Linked DNA regions of Bicyclus anynana: region 2 is linked to region 1. A link is a contact called in public Hi-C data. All regions are on one chromosome and are shown on one strand. Each heading gives the region's core, a stretch centred on a gene start, on an enhancer-like site or on the middle of the called end of the contact. The rest is flanking DNA. Distances are from core to core; before and after follow the strand shown. Region 1 overlaps LOC112046764 (zinc finger protein jing homolog). Region 2 holds the start of LOC112046764 (zinc finger protein jing homolog).

Evidence for each region. A called contact is a pair of places that touch in the nucleus more often than the background predicts.
Region 2: a contact with region 1 is called in a Hi-C map of whole body, with 4 times the contacts expected there. The contact joins the promoter of LOC112046764 here to the enhancer-like site in region 1. A contact is called at or near these places in 2 of 2 Hi-C or Micro-C datasets (whole body and whole larva).

What each region holds. Positions count from the first base shown.
Region 1 is chr6:16,351,510-16,357,134 of ilBicAnyn1.1, forward strand. LOC112046764 (zinc finger protein jing homolog) reads right to left here. Exons shown (of 6, transcript XM_024083540.2): 4 at 4,025-4,166; 5 at 3,120-3,330. Among protein-coding and RNA genes, the nearest start is that of LOC112046735, 58 kb to the left of the region's middle. Within about 2 kb of position 3,137, at least 7 of the 8 cell types and tissues checked have open chromatin away from gene starts, as enhancers often do.
Region 2 is chr6:16,540,918-16,546,542 of ilBicAnyn1.1, forward strand. LOC112046764 (zinc finger protein jing homolog) reads right to left here and starts at 2,436. Exons shown (of 6, transcript XM_024083540.2): 1 at 2,071-2,436. The coding sequence starts at 2,396.

The sequences.
Region 1 (5,625 bases), core at 1,887-4,386:
GATGAAGTCTAAAAGATACAAAAGCAAAAAGTGGTCCGCTAAAACAGTATCTGCCCCACCTTGCCAGTTTACCTGTTTTAATCAAACATATCTAACACAGTTGGAATCCCGCGCTGCAAATTTCATATGTTAATAAGTTTCAAATAGATAAAATGTTTCAAGTCGTTGCATTAGTTAACAGCGGCAATTTTTTTTTTTAATATTTGCCATATTTTTAATAATATGACCAATATTCCCATGCCCCTCCAACTAATCGGGAAAGACTGTGCTAGGAGTGGGTACGACAATAGACCAACGGGGTGAGGATTGAACCACCACCCTTCGGTGATGAATCCAACCGCCGAGCTATTGAGGCTTTACTGGTGCTTCGTGTCAGTTATGTACTACGTTTTGCTGTAATTTAGACAATCTTGACAAATAATATAATTGGCGTGTTTAAATTTGTCTTAATTGCGTTAAATTGTTTCTTGTTGGTAGTTGAGGTCTTTTTTTTGTCATTGGTATTATAGTAAAAATTAAATGTTGAAAACCAGAATTGAAAAAGTAATAGATTTTTAAATTGCTATTCAAACTCTATAACTCTTCAGGGCCATTTATAAGAATATCGATCGTCTTTATCCTTCGGACTCCTGGTATTTTTGAATTTTTAGATGTAAATAAAAAAATTAAATCGGTCTGTCTGTAGTGACTCTATCTATTTATAATAGTAAATTTATAATAGTCACATCATTACATACCAATTTCTTACAAAAAAGCAATAATCATCATCAACAAATTAATGTAAACAATATGTTTATTGTACAAAACACAAACTCGTGACCAATAAATAATAATTTTTATATCCATAGTACTAACAAATCTTTATATTATAAACTGTAATTAGTTTTAATACTACTTACTGCAAATAGGCAATAACTGTTATGTATGTAGGAGTATGTTTTATGTAGGCGTACGATGATAACTTGTCAAGTCATTAATTAATTACTTTATTGATTAATTGTAATTACGTGAGAAACCTGTCTAAGAGTTCATCATCACGAGTTAATAAGCCAAGTGGAAAACAGTCAACGTACACCTAACCTAACTTTGATTTATCTTTAATGAAAAAAATTAATAATTAATTTATTTTAATCTTTTCCTCAAAACTTATTGAAATATGTTTTTGCACATGTATTCTATGGTTTACCAAACGGACCACACTCCCATTATAAAAGATGGAAACTATTGTTGGTTTTACATTACTCCTCTCATTCGCTATGCTTACCTGAAATAATTAATGACATTGAATAACAATATATATTCATAAGATTTAATTTATAATTCAAACTTATTCAAAATAATAATTAATACACACTTAAAAGAATATACTATTCTACTTTTATAAATCCAGCTTAACTAAATCTAAAAATTGCAAGAGAAGATTTTCTTTAACTGTTTAATATCTGTAAACCGATTTTGATAATAGTCCTAGAAACTTTACGATTTGGATATGAAACATTGAAACAAAGCTCTATTCTTATTTTAAAAAGAAAAATATAAAACATTTATTCCGAGTTGCGATAAAACTATTTAGATTTTTCCAACACTTTTAATAAGATTGTACTCATAGCATATCCACCTAGAAATTATGAAGACTTTTCATCTGACTTCGTCGAATTACGTCAAATTCTTTATCTGATATAAATATATAACTCGTGCGCATTAACTTGATACCTGGCTCCAAAACACAACCATACAAAGTACAAACATTATTCGAATATCGAACCAGGTGTCAAGTTAATCCTACAAAGTACAAGCATTATGCGAACCAGGTGTCAAGTTAATCCGCACGCGCTGTACCTAACTCTGGCAAAGGAAAGCGTAACTAGTTCCTTCAGTCGCATCTTAACTGTCTTATAGAATAGGGAAAAGTAAACGTTTACTACTGACTTGTTGCTTAAGTGGCGTCTAACTACCACATAGCCGCCATAGCATGCCTTAAAGGGGCCCTGTATCAAAATTAGTTGAGGGGCATAATTAAGGTAACTGCTCGGTTAAAATAAACATGACAGTACTTATCCTATCTAGGATACTTTGTCATTTTTTAAGTGAAAACTCTGCAGTTTTTTTATGATTCTTTTCCCCGGGAACACAAGATTAAGTGAGATTGTGGATCACATTTTACTAATTTTTGCTTTCTCACGTCAGGTGCCCCTGTATCATTGATATTGCTGATACAAAGGCAGCTACGCCCCTGCTACCACATAAGGTAAGTATCCCCGCATATGGGGACCACACCACAGCCACAAAACTTTTTTCTGACCACTTTTCTGTAGTTTTTATATCGAATTGCCGGTGATACTGATGCCGGTGGCCGCCACACGCTACAGCACGCCGCTTCTAGCTTTAAATGGCGGCGTTTATGGTTTTGGCGTGACTCTTGTATGCGAAGACACTTAACCTATGTGATAGTTAAGAGGCCACAAGCAACAAATCAGCAGTAAACCTTCACACAACTGACACCTGAAGGATCTAGTCACGCTTTCATTTCGTCAAATACGGGTGAGACCAAACGAGTAATGTTGCGAGTTGTCAGTCGCGTAATTTCTGCTGCATTTGGTATCATTTACGGCGTCGCAAAATGAGTCGTGTTCCGACTTACACTCGAATTTCTGCGACCGAAATTTCGTGACAACTCACAAAATTACGCTCGTTTGGCCTCGCCCTTAACGTTGACTACCTAAAGGCGTGTCCAAACATAGCGCGGGAGCAACACGCGGCAATCGCGAGACACAGCCCTGCCGTGCCGACAATACGTGTGAGTATTACAAATTAAATTTATAGTTGAGTGTAGCAAGCCCCAAGTTTATTTTTATACAAACTGCGTCTATAGCATCAATGTTTCGTAGTATGAAAAATTTTTAATTTATAGTTGTGTGTAGTGTAAGGACACAGAATATATTTATCTGTTTTAAATTTGTTTTTTGATAAGTGAGTTTACCTACAAAAAAATGACAAGACAATTTTGTTCGTGACTTTGGGTGCAATACAAATCCAAAGGTCTAATAGCCGCGCCATGTGTGGACTCGCGTCCGTCGCGTCAGTCGCGCTGTGTCTACGACTACGACAGGGACACTCACACGTGCGGCGGGTAGTAGGTGAGCAGCGTCTCGCGGCGCGCGTCGGCCGCGTTGTAGCGCGAGGCGGCGACGGCGGCGTGCAGCGTGAGCGTGTGCCGGCCCGGCGGCTCGCGCAGCGGACAGCCGCCGCCCAGCCGCCAGCGCGTGCAGCGCGACAGGCGCCACGCGAGCCCCTCCATCATGCCCGTGTCGAAGAAATCGAACATGCGCGCTGGAACACGGAATTATTACATAATTAGCACCAACAAAGTAAATAGTATAGACTGCATGTACGTTTCATAAAAATGGCGCACGAAAATTATGCCCAATGCTGATTTTAGCCTAACCGTTCAACAGTTGCTTTTTGACGTTCAGAAAGACAGGTTGTGTCACAGCGCTCCTTGAAGAAAATGCCGAGTTCTATTTAAAAAAAATGCCTAAATAACATGCGAAAAAAAAGGCAAATGGAATTACGTATCACACGTTAGTATATGCTATATTTTATACAAATACAATGTTATTTTATACAAAACAGCACGCTATGGAAAATTCAACAAGGCACTCAAAATATCCAACAACGGGAGGGCTGTTATTTATAAATTTTTATTAATAAGCATTGTTGAATATTAAAAAAAAAATAATAATCCTAAATTGATGTTCCTACTAGGAAGAACGATGATATCAAGGGAGCTGGAGGTATGCAGTTTAAGGCGGCACCGTACAAATTAGATAAAAACGGTAGTTTTGGTTTAGTCGATTTAGGAGTTCCAGTTCAATCAATGAAACTAAAATAAATATATTTAGAATTACTAGTCGTATACCTAGAAATTATATATTTTAAAGAGAAACTATTATGCATCTGCCAAAAAAGCTCGGCGCGCTGTTGAATAAATAAAGTGTAAAATGGTAAATACTTCAGTACTCACCAGACCAAGGCTGTCTCCTGTACCGCAGCTTCTTGCCATTCCGCCGTATCAACTTGGACGAACTGTCCGCGGCCTTCTTCCCATTGCCAGCGTTAGGTGACGACTCGTTGAAGTGATTGTTCACGTGTCTTTCCAACAATATCTGCAATTATATTACAATATTATTAACACGTGGCCCGAACATTGGCAAGTTACCCTAAACGTTCTTATTATAAGAGGGCACGGCAGTGCCATCGCCAAGTCGAGCAAAACGCCACGGCCATACAATCCTTTTCTAAAAGCCATTCAGGCTAAATATAGTGTATAGGAATCAAAACACTCGTAAAATCTAATAAAAATTTGGGAAATAATATTTATGCTAAAATCGTGATAATGTAAACATACAAACATATTACACACATATTCGAAAACAACCCTCCTTCGCAAGGCTGGTAAAAATTACACGATTTCAAAATTTTCAATTTACTGCTGCTACTAAGTAGCAGTGATTTAAAATACTTAATTCTTGATACATAGTGATCGCTTAAACGATAGGTATAACAAACAAATATTTTTTAAACATTTGTGTCTGTCTGCCCTATCTCCACAACGACTGAATCGATTGTGATGTGATTTTCAAAGGATTATTTAAATATGTAAGCCAAAAGAAAACAGTGGTATAAATTAATAAGCTTTAAGCCAATAAAATTATTTTTCAGTATTATTTTTTCAATTTGATCAAAAAATATTTTTTTTCTAAAATGACTGTTTCAACGACAAGACCATAATAATAAAAATATGCCTAGTCTTCACAACGGCTGAACCGATTGTGACGAGACTTTCACAGACAGACAGATAGGTAAATAAAAGATTATGCAAGAATTAGAAATCGAAAGTTTCGTATCAAAGGCTAATATCCTGTTGAATGCAGAATTCACACAAAATATAAGAAACGACAAAAAAATCTAAAATACATAAATAGACGAAAACCTTTCGAAATGCGACGAATTATTTTCAGTCATCGTTACACTTGTCAGATTTACCACTATACTTGGTTCAGATGTCCGAGAGATAGCTCAGCATCCGAGACGTCCATGAAGTTGATCGAAATAAATAAAACCAAATAAAATCGAAATAATTTGACCGACTGGTGAAAATACATATTTTATAACAAATTCTTCTTAAAATTTTTGGACGACTTCAAAAGCATCAAGATTTTTTAAAATTTATTTTTATCTTTACTAAAATAATATTTTGTTTGCAACATACAATAGTTTTCTTCAAATTCGAAATGTTGCATCTTCCCTAATGTAGAGTGCTTTTAACTATTTTCAACCGACTTCCAAAAAGGAGGAGGTTCTATATATGGCTGTTAATGTTTTTTGAATTTAAATGATGGATGATTTTGTCATACAAATTTAATGCAAATATTAAATAATAAATTTCTGAAGACTAGACTGTGATTTTTTAAACGAGAGGATAAAAAAATGAAAGCGGAGCCTTGTGGTAGTACTCCAGTGCGGTGCTAGTCGTCGCCCTTAGAACATAAAACACAACACAACTGTATTGTCCTTAAGGGATTTAAATAGTATAACATACCTTCTAGCAGCTATTATGATTTT
Region 2 (5,625 bases), core at 1,186-3,685, 190 kb after region 1:
TAGCTGTACAATTAAGAATTGTGTCATATCTGGGTTACAATAATAAATAAATATAAAAATAACACCAACATTATGCTAGGTCGAAGCAGATAAAGTAATCATTTACTGACCTCTGTATATTATTAATAATAATATCAATAAAGCAAATGTTATTGACCGAATACTTTTTAAAAATTTCATCTTCACTCTATTGTATAAGTACTTCTTTACCAATCTGATTACCTATTTCAAATAATAATTACCTTCATCTACCATCAAAGCCTAGTTAGAAACAATGGTGTAACCAATGATGTTAAATACTGTTAGTTGTGTTACTAGGTCATGAAAAATGAGGAGCAGTAGTCTCAATCTCCATGTTAGTTGTAGTCAACAATGAACGTTATTTACACCAATAATACCTAAATATTGTCTACAAAGTCGAGTTGTGTGTTCAACATGTGTAAAAACTGTATACACATAAATAAATAATGGAATTAAAGACATGTATGCACTCAGTTTTGTAGTCTATTATTCAGATCACTTTTTGCAGTGATTTTGTAGGGACGAAAACAATATATAGTATAAAATTATCATTGGGTGTAACAGATTGAATTGATACCGTGAAGTTTCTTTATAAATAGCTACACTGTTAAAGTGTCTCGACTCAACCGAGAGATCATGGGTTCTATCTAACCCGTCATACTCTTAATATACCCACTCCTAACAGTCTTTACAACTAATTGGAGGGGAAGGGGAATATTGGTTATGTTTAGAAAGATATGGCAGATACTGATAATGATTATGTCTGGTGGTTGGTTTGATAACCAATCAGAAGATAGGATATAGGTACAATATTTAGCACTTTTTAGTGTAATATATCTTCAATCTTTTGAAAAAGTATGTAGGAAGTCTAGCTATTTGATTAGTTAGGTATATCTACCACCAATCCCGAATAGAGCAGCAAAAAGGGTTTAAATTTACAATCACTTCTTTGACTGTCCCGACAATAGAACATGAGTTACTCTGATGATGACGACATATAAATCAACAATGTTATGCAACACTACAGTATTAATAAGGATTGTATTAAATATCTATGACATCAGTATTACAACAAAATTCTGATTATAATGGATATAGGTACCTACAAACATACTTAGTTACCTACATATAATGTTGATAACATCTGTGAATAAAGACAAAGAGATAATTTTTATCAGACTATCAACTTTTTTTACGTCATTGCAATGATAATGACCGCATGTAAATTAAGTCAAGTTCAGATATTAAAATACCTTGAACAATTCTGTAATTAGTAACAGGGAAACCTTTAGTAATAATTATGTTGCATATATTTAATGGGATCCTAATATGTTTCTTATTTAAACATTAGCAAAACATAATATTTGAACATCAATTTAAAAACAAATTAAAATAATCTAGCTCTAAAACAATAGTTCCTGTGCTTGTGATACTAATTCAAAAAGTTAAGTAGGATTTTATTACATGAAAATATTTTTGTAAGTAGACACATAGGACAGTTAAAACAAATCAAATTGTAGTACAATCTACATAAAATACATTAAGTTTTAGCAGTTTTATTAGAGAAGAGAAACTTGGACGGTCATTACTACCAGAATGGAACACACGTACAAGTTGCTTCTTATCTGATGGGCATAACTGATTAAGTTTTTAGTCTTGTACCCCTTAGACGCCGCCACATATTTAACTTCTACATAATTGCGTATTATGTTCCGCTTGAGGGAGCGTGATATAATCACTGTATCCATGTGAAAAGCTTTGCTTACACGTAACAAGTGATACATCAAGCGATCATATGCATTTCAGTACGAAGTTAGGAGTTACAGTTAGAGATTACACTCGATTACGGCATAGAGCCGCAACTCATTCTCTACAATTCGGAGGGCATTCAACCGAATAGGCCTAGCAACTCGAGCACTCGCGATGGCCATGACATCGAAACGAGCACAACAGCCTGCGGTCACTAGAGCATTGACTTCTCACATTTTGACACTATCAAAACAAATTCATAAACAACGAAAGCTCAAAGTAACACAATGGAATGCCCACCTGTCAGAAGACTCGGAGCTGTCGTATCGGTCGATGCATCGCTTCTTCCTGTCGTCTCCGTCGTGAGCGACGCTCTCGCCGGGTGTTTTTCGGAAATCTGCTGTTGCGACCGCCACGGAGCAATCGCCTACCACGCCGCGCGTCTCACTTTTCTCACACGATTCACTCGCATCCAGTTCGGTATAGAACGATAACTTCAATCTGACGCCTTCCGCGGCTTGCCCACTACACTTTTTTGTGTCACCGTGTGATGGATCAGACGCGGAAAAAGTTAAATCCTCGTTTTGAGTCCGACCGGCACGGTCCTCGGGCGACCCATCCGCCATCTTTGAGCGCACGAGTGTTTTGTCGCGAGTTTCGGTTCGTCGCCGCGGGCCGCATGGGCGCTGCAGTCGCTGCAGGCGCGGGGCGAAGGCTGCGTGACGTCACGGCGGCTGCGCGGCCAGCGGGGGCAGAGCGCCGTGACGTAACGACTCCGCCCCGTGCATGTGCAGGGACGCTGTCATTGGCCGCGCGTTACGCAACATGCGAGCCTATTCAAATACTCGCGGAAGGGAGCGTAGGACTCGACGCCGATAGGGACAGGCCCATCCCAGCCCTAACAACAAATAATGCAGCGTAATGACCAGACACACACACAGGCCCGCACGCACACGAGGTCTGGCTCGCTAAGAAACAAGTGCATCGAAATTAATGACACGTTTCACCCTCTATGCCCAGCATTCTTTATTTGGACGCAAACAAAACACATGCTGTTCGACATTCGACAACGCTAATTTAATAATAATCTGTGCGGAAAAAACGGGAATTCACGATCACTACTCAGTATTTGATCTTATATTATGGAGGATGTTACACACAATATATTGCTGCAAATGGTTATTTACACATACTTAGTAACTTAACTTTATCATTTATGGTATTCGCAGTCGTAGTTTTAAAGTTTTTCTACGAATAAAAATTTGCAATTCTATAAAAATTAAAAGTTCCAAGAAAATTAACTGAAACCCGAGTGGGCGTGGTTTAAATCACGGAAACGGAAATGCTTGTAATATAATCATTCCTTTTTTAAAACATAACTAGGTATAAGGATGAATTTGGAATACTCCCATTCTAAAAAAGTGATATGCATTAATTGATTTCTGATCGGATATATTTCGAAACACAGTGGGCGTGGTTTACGGAAGCGGAACAACGTCACAAATCAGTAACTTTGTAGGGAGTGGACTTGTGCCTATCTTAAGACTCGTAATAATTTGGTTAAACTTATTTATCACACTTAACATAATGGTATGTAAATAAACTTAATTATAATATAATATAAACCTCTTCTATTACGAGTATTTTTTTTTAAATACTAAATCAGCCTCACGCACGCATTTACCTATTTTTTTGATGGTTATGTTAGGGGTTTTTGTTTGACGAGTGGCGCAGTGGGTTGACTCTGCCGTATGCATCCAAGGCCATGGGTTTGAATCCCACAAGTGGAATATATTTGTGTACTTACTTACCTACTTAATGGACATCAATGTTATCCAGTACTTAGGTATCTAGGTAGGTATTTGATATTTTAAAGAGGTAGGTACCTAGGTAAAGTTTGTGAGTTTGTGAGGTTCCAGGTTTAATGAATTGGTTCAGTAGATTTAGAGATAAAGTTAATCAGTAATGGCAGATTCTACTAAGCCGATTTTGAAAATTCTTTTCGGTAGTGTCGGTAGGTTTGTCAATTTAAATATATATTAGGTCCACTCATAGAAAAATACCTATAGTAGGAACCTATTTTAAGTAGGTAGGTATGTCAATGCTTAAAAATTAAAACCGGACAAGTGTGGGTTGAACTCGCGTGACGAGGGTTCCGAACGTTGTTAATCTATCATGTTTTTGAAAACTGACCTGAAATTGTTAATAATTATACCTAACTATATTTTTTTTTCGTTTCTTCTGGACTTATTTGTTTAGTTAAACATTTATCTAAACCATAAATTATTATTATAATAGTATAGTATTTAACAAATTAACAAAACTTAACATTAGTTTTGATGAATAGGTTAAATAATAATAATATGCAAGTTGATAAGCACAATAAGCATAATATGGTAGGTAAACAAAAAAATGAACTTATTCCACAGACAAGAACTCTGCATTTAATTTCAATTTCAAGTTTTTATTTTTATCAAACAACTAGCGGACGCCCGCTTCGTCCTCGTGAAACTCGATGTAAACTTTCAACTACCCCTACCCTACCCCTACCTCTACCCCTACCCTACCACTTCCCTACCCCTAAACTACTCCTACCCTAACCTACCTCTACCCTACCCCTACTCTACCCCCTAGCCTACCTCTACCCTACCCTTACCCTACCCCTTCCCTTATAATTATATAGGTATATAAGTGTATTTTATATACTTAATACGTGGTTTATTTTCGTGATACCTTAGATAGAGATGTGTGTATAGTGCTAATACTAGGGTAAGTCCAGGATAGATGCCCCACTTCTCGAAAATGCTAAATAACTCTGAATTTTATAATCTTAGAGCATAGCATTCTTTAGGAGATATTAAATATATTTCTTAATGTTCTATATTATCTGAATCGTTCTGATATAGACTGTTTAGATTTTGTGTAAATTGTAATTTTTTGGACCTCTAAAAAATGGGATAGACGCCTACTGTGGCGGATAGATGACTTATCATGAAAAAACTTCTGAGGATAGGTGCCCTTAGTGGCGATTGGCGACTTAGTTAAAACATTGTAGTTGGTTTGTTCTGAAATCAAACAACTATATTATTATAATCAGTCTTTATGGTATTTTATATTACTTTCATTTTCATTTCTTGGCCATCTTCGTTAAAGTTATGCTTTAGCTGTAGCTTTTTAGCAAACTGGTATGCTAACTGACGTATTGCTGTTCGGTCCGGCGGAAATCCAGCTTCTCCTAATTTGAATGTAAGAGCCACGAGTTGTTTTTAATGCTGGATATATATAATATTTTTTTAGTAATAATTATGCCAGATAGTACCTAACTACAATGATATGATGCAATGCAAAGTAAAAGAAAATCAAATTTAAAACAACAGTACATATACAGTTATTTTGAAAATAAGATTTGATATTAATGGAAAATCTTCGTCTTAATATTTTAGATGGTATTTCTTATATTCTAGAAATCTGATTTACGCCTTTCTCTTCCTTTTTGATCTCTTCAAATGCTGCTAGCATACTGTCTTCGGTCTAGGTTACAGTACGAAGGACAACACCCTGTTTTCTTTTATATTTACGAGGCATTTTGCTCTCCTGCAACAATACAACACTTATAATAAACAGTTGGGGATAGTTGCCCTTAGGGGCATCTATCCTAATAAAAAATGGGGCAACTATACTTTTTGTAGGGGATAGATGCCTTTATCGATAAAAACAAAAGATGAGTTTCAATTACTATAAAATCTATCAGTTTACATAGGTTAATTTTCAATGCAAGTAGACAAATAGAAAAAAAATAGACATTATAAGCCAGAGAAAAAATACACTGTTGAAAGTACTTACGAATCTTATTTT